2 separate regions of the Mus musculus genome follow, and region 1 is linked to region 2. The links are chromatin contacts, called in public HiChIP or PLAC-seq maps. All regions are on one chromosome and are shown on one strand. The core of a region is the stretch at or near the end of the contact, and the rest is flanking DNA. Distances in the headings are between cores, read along the strand shown. Region 1 overlaps Ikzf1 (IKAROS family zinc finger 1). Region 2 overlaps Spata48 (spermatogenesis associated 48).

The links. HiChIP or PLAC-seq counts read pairs in DNA pulled down with a chosen protein or histone mark.
Region 1: an H3K27ac HiChIP or PLAC-seq map of regulatory T cells shows a contact between it and region 2, with 11 times the contacts expected there. The contact joins two enhancer-like sites. A contact is called at or near these places in 1 of 39 promoter capture datasets (the C10 cell line), 6 of 15 datasets of contacts at CTCF or cohesin (CD8 T cells, the G1E-ER4 cell line, embryonic stem cells and 2 more), 124 of 484 Hi-C or Micro-C datasets (B cells, the BV-2 cell line, the Ba/F3 cell line and 62 more) and 18 of 115 datasets of contacts at active chromatin or transcription factors (CD4 T cells, CD4 single positive thymocytes, CD8 T cells and 14 more).

Annotation. Positions count from the first base shown.
Region 1 is chr11:11,739,113-11,743,175 of GRCm38.p6, forward strand. The region is part of intron 3 of Ikzf1 (IKAROS family zinc finger 1); the gene reads left to right. Among named protein-coding and RNA genes, the nearest start is that of Ikzf1, 55 kb to the left of the region's middle. Within about 2 kb of position 2,744, at least 39 of the 459 cell types and tissues checked have an H3K27ac peak or open chromatin away from gene starts, as enhancers often do. A contact at or near this core is called in CD4 single positive thymocytes, CD8 T cells, CD8 central memory T cells and 10 more, where this site is marked.
Region 2 is chr11:11,504,539-11,508,757 of GRCm38.p6, forward strand. All of the region lies in intron 7 of Spata48 (spermatogenesis associated 48), which reads left to right. Among named protein-coding and RNA genes, the nearest start is that of Spata48, 43 kb to the left of the region's middle. Within about 2 kb of position 1,798, at least 35 of the 459 cell types and tissues checked have an H3K27ac peak or open chromatin away from gene starts, as enhancers often do. A contact at or near this core is called in CD4 single positive thymocytes, CD8 T cells, CD8 central memory T cells and 10 more, where this site is marked.

The sequences.
Region 1 (4,063 bases), core at 1,494-3,993, 240 kb after region 2:
TGTGCTAAACACCAAAAACTTTACTTTTCACATTTACATGCTAAACACTATGCTTAATGCAAAGTATAGACCTTCCTGTGAGCCCAAGATCCCTTACTGCCAAAACAGTGATGGTGTCTACCTCAAAGACCCACAGTGCAGCTTAGAGGCTGCCTGTGGAAAGCAGTTTGTGTGCACCTGACAGACCCACTGAGTTGCTGCTGTGAGAGACTGGATTTTAGCATAGATCGGGGGTTTGCTGTTTGCCGTAATTCCTACCCACTTAGAACACCATAGAATGTTTTTTCTAAGTCCAGCCATTGTATCTGTATCAATTCCACTTTACTATGCCAGACAGAACTTAGCAACTGGTGCTATATTTTGCTTTTAAGCTTTTGGTAGATTTTTGGTTAAGGATGAAAATTAGCAGATTGACTTGAGTTATGGTAGACAAATGATTAATTCTTTTGAAAGGGACTCAACATTTCATGACCCAGCATCATGGTCTTTACATTAAATAGTAAAAATGTAAACTCCAGGCATGGCAATGAACACCTGTAATCCCCACAGTAGCAGAGGGAGCAACAGGCGGCCCACCCCTGAGCTTTCTGGCTAGCCAGTGCAGTTGGATTGGCAATGTACAAATTCAGTGAGAAGCCCTATCTCAAAAGATGATGATGGGGGCTGGAGAGATGGATCAGCGGTTGAGATCACTGACTGCTCTTCCAGGGGTCCTGAGTTCAACTCCCAACACCATAATGGTGGCTCACAGCCATCTCTAGTGGGATCTGATGTCTTCTTCTGGTGTGCCTAAAGACAGCTACAGTTTACTCATATACATTGGATAGATAGATAGATAGATAGATAGATAGATAGATAGATAGATAGATAGATATTTTTTAAAAAAAAAGATTTGATGGTGATGATGGTGATGGTGATAATGTCTAGAGCAATTAAAGAAACATCAGACGTTGATGTCTCCACATATGTATCCACACAACTGCACATGTACTATCCACATACATAAAGTTTTTCACGGGGAAAAAGGGAAGGTTCTGTGGCCAAACAAATTTGAGAAACAGTAACTTAAGCAAAGTTTGATAACTATGTCTTTTTCCTGAAGTCCATCAGCCTTTTTTTCCTGCTGAGTCAGTAGTTGATCCCAGAAGTTTAATTTAGCCAGCTACTTTGTGTATACAATTCTGGCTGACATTTTGGGAAAGAAGTCATGTGAGCGTGCACCCGGTGTGCATGCATGTACATATACACACACAGACACGTGTACAGAGTATAACAGGTCTTAGGAATTGGAACTCACTAGGAACGGCCTGCGAAAGACTACAAGCACGGGGCTTGGTGCCATTTTCAAAGGCAACTACTAAGCAATACGGAAATCTGGTAGCTCCTTTTGGAGCAGCAATTCCCTATCCAACAGGCAGATGGGAAATGTTTTAATTTTCTCTGGATACAATAAAGAAAAGACAAAAAAAAAAAAGCAAATGAAGAACGTTTGAGGGGCAGACTACCCATGAGGAAGCACACTGATTGTGCAGACGTGTGCTTTCCCGTGTGAGACTGTGATGTGGCCAAGAGCACACTCAGCCAGTACTACTGAATGGTTGCTATTGGTTCTAGGATGTTCTAGGCTGTTGAGGCCGTCGGAGCTTGCTCACAGTTCAGAGGTCCTGCTCTGAGGAGTGACTTTTCTGTAGCTTGTCTGAAGACAACAATAACAAATTAGCAGCTAACTGGTGGTTTTACATAATAACATTGCCTTTTGAAAGCAGCACTGTCTTCTGCACTCTTGTGTCCGTGATGATTTGACAACCTGGCTTTCTTTTTGCCTTCTCTATTGCAGTTGCATATGGGGCTGATGGCTTTAGGGATTTTCATGCAATAATTCCCAAATCTTTCTCTCGTAAGTATATGCTTTGCTTCTAGAAAACAGATGTTCATTTCATGGTCAGTTCCATCACACAGACACCACCACTTGCATGTTCTCTCATCAACACCTTCCTTTATAACTTGAAAGTGACATGGACTAAATGTTTGCCATTCTATCATTAAACACCCAGCATCCAGTGTGTCATTGATACAATAAAGTGCAAAGACAGAGGGTGAGGGTGTTGTTTGGTTTTTGTTTTGCTTCTGAGGCAGGGTTTCCCTATTATTCCTGGCTGGCCTAGACTGCTCTGGGATGCCCAGACTCATCTTAAATTTGCAATGATATTCCTGTCTCTGCCTCTGCCCCTGCCCCTACCCCCTCCCTCTGTCCCTGCCCCCTCCCCTCCCTCTGCCTCTGCCTCACCAATAAGGATCAGATAGTGAGAGGATTATAGGGGACTTTTGGGATAGCATTTGAAATGTAAATGAAGAAAATACCTAATAAAAAATTGGAAAAAAGAAAGAGAGAGAGAAAGAGAGAGAGAGAAAGAAAGAAAGAAAGAAAGAAAGAAAGAAAGAAAGAAAGAAAGAAAGAAAGAAAGAAAGAGAGAAAGAAAGAAAGAAAGGTGAAGAAAGAACTAATGTAGCCACAGTGGGTGTCTCACTGGGAGGCTGCTCAGCAGGGTCCTGATTAAAACTGTGATCAACAACTTTGTGGTCCATGCTTCCTGTCAGCATCAAACAAACCAACATCTTTTCAGATAACTTGTGCAATTTTGTGTGACAGGAAAAAAAAAAAAGGTGCACCCTTTTTCCCTTGCTCTGGAGTGCTAACCTCAGAACAGAGAAGAAAAACTCATGGGTTTCCAGCCCATTCTTCTGTGGTGGCTCGCCACGTAAGCATGCACCATGTTAGCGTGCATGCAGCCTACCAGCTCTCCTCGGAGCTGCTGTGCCGAAAACTATATGGTAATTTCATCTCTTAATACATTGAAAGTTGAAAATGATAACTATATTTGAGCAACCATAAGGAGTATTTTCAAGAATAGAGAAGGCTTTTTTTTAATGCAAATAAAATCAATGCAAAAGAGTTACAGGTTGTTAGACCCCTTAGGTCTTAAGCCTTCAGACCTTGTATCAATAAAATGTTTAATCTTATGAAGCAGCAGCAGAAAGCAGAGTGTATTGGCATCACTTTGAGAAGAGCTTTGTCTGTGTGTCTTGCTTCAGATCAAACCAAAGCACACTCTACCACCAAATTACACCCTAAGACCAGCTTGCTGACATCTTACTACTCTAATCTTAATATTGAGATGTCAGCCGCGTTAGGTTTATGATGTCCTGTTATCAGATATTACTTGGGAAGTACAGTACTTAGCAGTATCCATCTCAGGATGCTCCTGGTCAAAGGCCAGATAGACTTCCCTCTCCAGAATATTAGAAGTTTGCTAAGATATTTCTCCTATTAATTATTTCTTCAGTTCAATGTGAAGGTAAGAATTTGAGATTTCCTTCTTCATGTAAGCATGTATGTTCACATAACATATTTTTATGTGTGAGCTGTGAGTGTGCCAGGGCAGGAAGTCATGTTAATTTTGAGCCTGCCAATCACAGTTTTGAAATGTTTTGGTAAGTCAAGTGCACATAAAGGTAAGACAGCACATTCTAAGACACATTTTCATTAAGCCTGAGGAATGGGCAAAGCCCAGCATTACCTACTGACCAAGCAGATGGGTGAGGTTTTCAGGATGGGAAAAAATGACAGTGGGAGATGTTCTGAAACATGATAAATGTTTTCATGTTTTTCATGTCTATCTGCTTATAAAGATTAGTTCATAGTAATACTATCTCTTTTTCTTTCTCTCTTCCCCTCAGTTGTATCTTTCTGGAACAAATGGTTGGTTGAGCCTCAAGTCTCCGCCCAACAACAACCAAACTGTTCTGGGCCAATATCGCCACCTTGTGGTCATGCTTGAGAACTGACCTACAGGCTTCCTTCTGGAAGTTAAAACAAACTTTTGGCCTCCTCTGCCATCTTTATCCCATTTTGAGTCCCTAGATACCCCCCAAAAATTAAATATGCCTTAAAATTCTTCTTTCTTAATAAGTTTTCATTTTCTGATCTATTTCCATCTCTGACTTCATTGTATTTGAAGGCTAAACATCAAATAAGATTATTTCTAAAATAGGCTTGATTAGG
Region 2 (4,219 bases), core at 548-3,047:
TCTTGATAGAAAAAAATTTTAACTTAATTTAACTTAAACTTAAACCTTTTAGAAAAATAAAAATGTAAGATGTACTGGACATGTCTCACATTTGGAAGCCCAGAGTTCAAGAGACTCATGCAGAAATATTGCTAGCAGCCTGGGCGACATAGTAAGTTTCAGGCAGGAAAAAAAAAAAAGACAGATTTCAGTTGGTCTCACTGCTTAGAGAGGCCCTAGAGTTAAAATTAAACATTTCATTGGCTGCCTTCTTTCCTTGCCACCATGGTCTTTGCCCACTTAGGTTCTTTAGGCTTCCACATGTTTATTTCTTCAGATGGGTTGGCTGAGTGTGTAGCTCAGCAGCAGAGAATATTTTTAGCATGAATAGCATCCTAGGTTTAGTCCCCAGTACCACAGGGGGATAACATACATGTGTTTACATCCTCCTCCTGGCTCAGCTGAGAGCCCTCCATGATCTTTTATGTGCAGTCCACTGCATGAGCTCTGAATCCCAGGCTGGGAAATGGTCTTACTGCTTGAAGTTTCCTTGGCTAAAAGCATATTATGTAGACTTTGCCTTTATTCTTTCCTGTAATGCATGCACATGATACAATATAAGGTATAGGATTATACAGAAAATTGCCTAAGTTATATGCATCATTTTAAAAAGGATTTGTTGTACACAATGAGTATTTGGTCTGTACTATACTGGGATACCTGTGTATGTGGCTAAATCTTTAACCATTTATTCTACACACCACATAACTTTTCCTATACTGTATGTAGACTATATTTTCCTCATTTTCTATTTTATTTTAAGTAAATTTATTTACTTTTAAGTAATTTAATTATACTTTAAATTATATTTTCCTTATTTTCTTAACCTGTAAGTATAGACCATGCATGTATAGAATTATGATGAATTAGATTTGATATGTCACAACTAGAAGCCCAACACTCAGGAGGCTTATGCAGGAAAATTGCTAATATTGCTGATTAATTTTCTGAAATAATTTAAATTTTTTTTACTTTGTTATACTTTATGGAGATGAAATAATCAATTATCAACTTAGCTAACAAAATATACAAACAAAACTAAACCAAGACTTCTGAAGTAATTGGAGCCCCAAAGATGGGGTCAAGGCCAGGAAGCTAGAAGCAAAGATAAAAACAAATGGAGAATCTGTGCAAAGGAGGTGCTGGTTCTGGCCTTTTCCCACGAGGACAGCTAGAGTTCTCTAAATGTGCAGCAAATATCAAGGTCTGTTCCATTGTCTCCATACTTTTCCTGGCTTCCTTTCCTACAGGTGAAAAACATCCCTCCCAGAAGCAGCTTGTGTGCCCCAGATAGTCATCTTTAAATCTATGTACCTCTATATACACTTATAAATGCACGTAAGGTTGCATTTAGATGGCAAATCCATACATATGCTTATATCACACAAGGGCAAAAATGCTCTCTTGTGATGTCTCTGTAGGCCAGGGTTAAGGGAAATATATTTAGCATGAGCATGGGTGAGAACTTTCATATTCAAATATTTTAGCACTTTATTATGCAGCTGAATTCATCCGCAGCCTAAGCAGTTACTAGCTATCATTACGTCATCATTATTAGAGAAGATGAACCATAGAACAACCTTTATGCAATGTAACATAGATGCCAGTCAAGGTCAGTAAATTGTCTACAAGCCTCAGAGGCACACAGAGTCCTGTGGGTTTTAAATGAAGCCCCTCTCGTGATTGACACCTTGCTCATATCCACCTCTCAGGCATCTTAGCTGCCCATCTGAGGACTACGACTTCAGAAGTACTTTACTTCTGCAGGTGTTTCAAAGGCAGTGGAAAAAACCTGTCACCCAGATGGAGGGGATTTCCTTGGTAACATGCATGGAAGCTTCAAAGAATGCTTGGGGGAAGAGACACACACACATCAGTAGTTTGACCTCATTTTTGGTACCTCTCCACCTTACAGCTACACTTTAAGAAACTCCCAAGAAATCCCAAGGGACACTGCCCAGAACTTGGCAGCTCCTATTCAATCATACAGGCCCTTCCAACTGAGTTTACAACGACGTCTCCCTCATCCCATCCGAGAACCTTTGAGAAATGATAGCTAGCAAGGCAAGCGTCCCAGGCCCTGTCATTCCTGATTTAGTCAGAGTAGTGGGATCTGGTACATAGATCACCATCTTTTAAACAGCCAAGGACTTCAGTGTGTAGAGCAATTTGCAAGTCTTTGTAGCTGTGTGCGCTAGATACATTTTGTATTCTCCAACTATGAGGCTTCCAGTTTGTAAATATTTTATTTTTTAAATTGTCCTGTCTCTATCTTTTCAACTGCAGTTGGCTGGACTGGGGCCCAGAGAGCTTTCCTGAAGGTTGATGGCACCCCACAGGCAGTGAGAGGGTAGACAGGCTTGCAGAAGGAGGCCTCTCAGTCCTCTCAGTGTGGGGCCTTGGTTTTTGCTGTTCCTTTTTCTAGCCTCAGAAATCATGTCAATTCATACCATTTATTCTGACCTGTAACTCTTGAAGTGATTTTGCCTTGTTTTTAAGTGTGGAGTTATACCCAATGTGATTAGCTTTCAGCCAGTAGGCTACCACCAAGAGCCATAAAATGGCACACTCAAGACAGCTGTGAGCTTTATTGTAGCAACTTCCCGCTTGCTACATAATTTTCCCATAACATTCTGATACTAACACAGAATCAACCTAGGAAAAATCACCAAGAAATTACAGGGTGAGCTATAGTCACTCCACAAGGCCTTTAGGTTATATCACTATCTGATATCATGGCTGAGGAAACAATGGGCCAGGAGTCTAACCAGACACCAGATCCCAGGGCTGATGACAGGAATCACTTGGCCTCTGTCTTTACCCTGACACCAGAACATGCACTTACCTCACTAACATCCCCTTTCTTTCCTGTCACCTGATATTTTGAGGAATGTGTTAGTCCAATTTCTGTCAATAAGAAAAAAAAATGCCTGAAATAAGATAACAACTATAAAGAGAATATATATATATATATATATATATATATATATATATATATATATGTATGTATGTATGTATGTATGTATATATATATACACATATATATATGTGTGTGTGTGTGTATACACTCATATATATGTGTATATATTTATATGTATGTATGTATGTACACACACAAACACACCCACACTCACGTATATATGTTCATAGTACATAGTTTCAGTCCACAGTTCTTGGCCATGTCTCTTTGGATCTGCGATCACGCAGTATAACATGGAACCAGCAAATCCTGGAGAAGTCTGTTCAAATCGCAACCAGGATGCAGAGGGAGATCCACCTCCAGCAGCCTCCTAAGAGTACTCCCTGTACCCAACTCCGCCTCTGTGGGCCCCATAGCTCAAAGGTTCTACCATCTTCAAACTAAAAATCAGTCTGTCAGTACAAGAAAGGCTGTTGGATGACATTTAAGATACAGTCCACAACAAGGGACAACAACCTTCCCTAAGCTTCCTTTTGCAAAATGTCTCTGTAGCTAAATCACTCTCAGAGAAAATTTTGTTGGGTTCATTAGCTATAGGGAAAGGACATAGCCAAGACATCCAAAGGAGAATTCTCCTTTAGTAGACATGGGTCTGTTGCTTCTGCCTTGTCTTTAGTGTTGTAGTACATTTTAAATAAGAAATAAGCATGGGATATCATGCTCTCTAAAGGTTCGCCAGGGAAGGGAGGTACAAACCACAGAGCTGAAAAGATACAACTTGGGCTGTGTTTGCAATGGTGGCTGTAATGTTTCTGCAGTGAGACGGCAGCTAAGACTGAGGTGCTGGTAAGCGTCAGCTCAAGGCTTGGATACCAGCATTGCGTCCAAGCTGTTAGGTGTACAATTAAATCCTTTTTCTTGGGCTCCTGGTAGTTAAGGCAGGCCCCAGGATTGAGCCTCATGTGGGGCTCCGTGCCCCACCCTCTCCTTCTTCTTAGTAAGCCATCTGGGTAAACATTTTGAATGTTAAGACAAGCATTTTAGTGATTCTTCATGTCTTTCTGAATGACTGAGTTAAATTATTCAAGATCTCAGTTGACTGCCTTTGCTACAGAGGTCTTCTCTGTACACGCTACAGAACCTTTTCCTGTGTTTTCATGTTTTCTTATTCTAACCATGGCAGGGAAAGAGAAGAGGAAACATACCAGTGGGTAGTTTAAAACAAACAAGTCAATGCGGTGCTATTGCACGGATTTACAT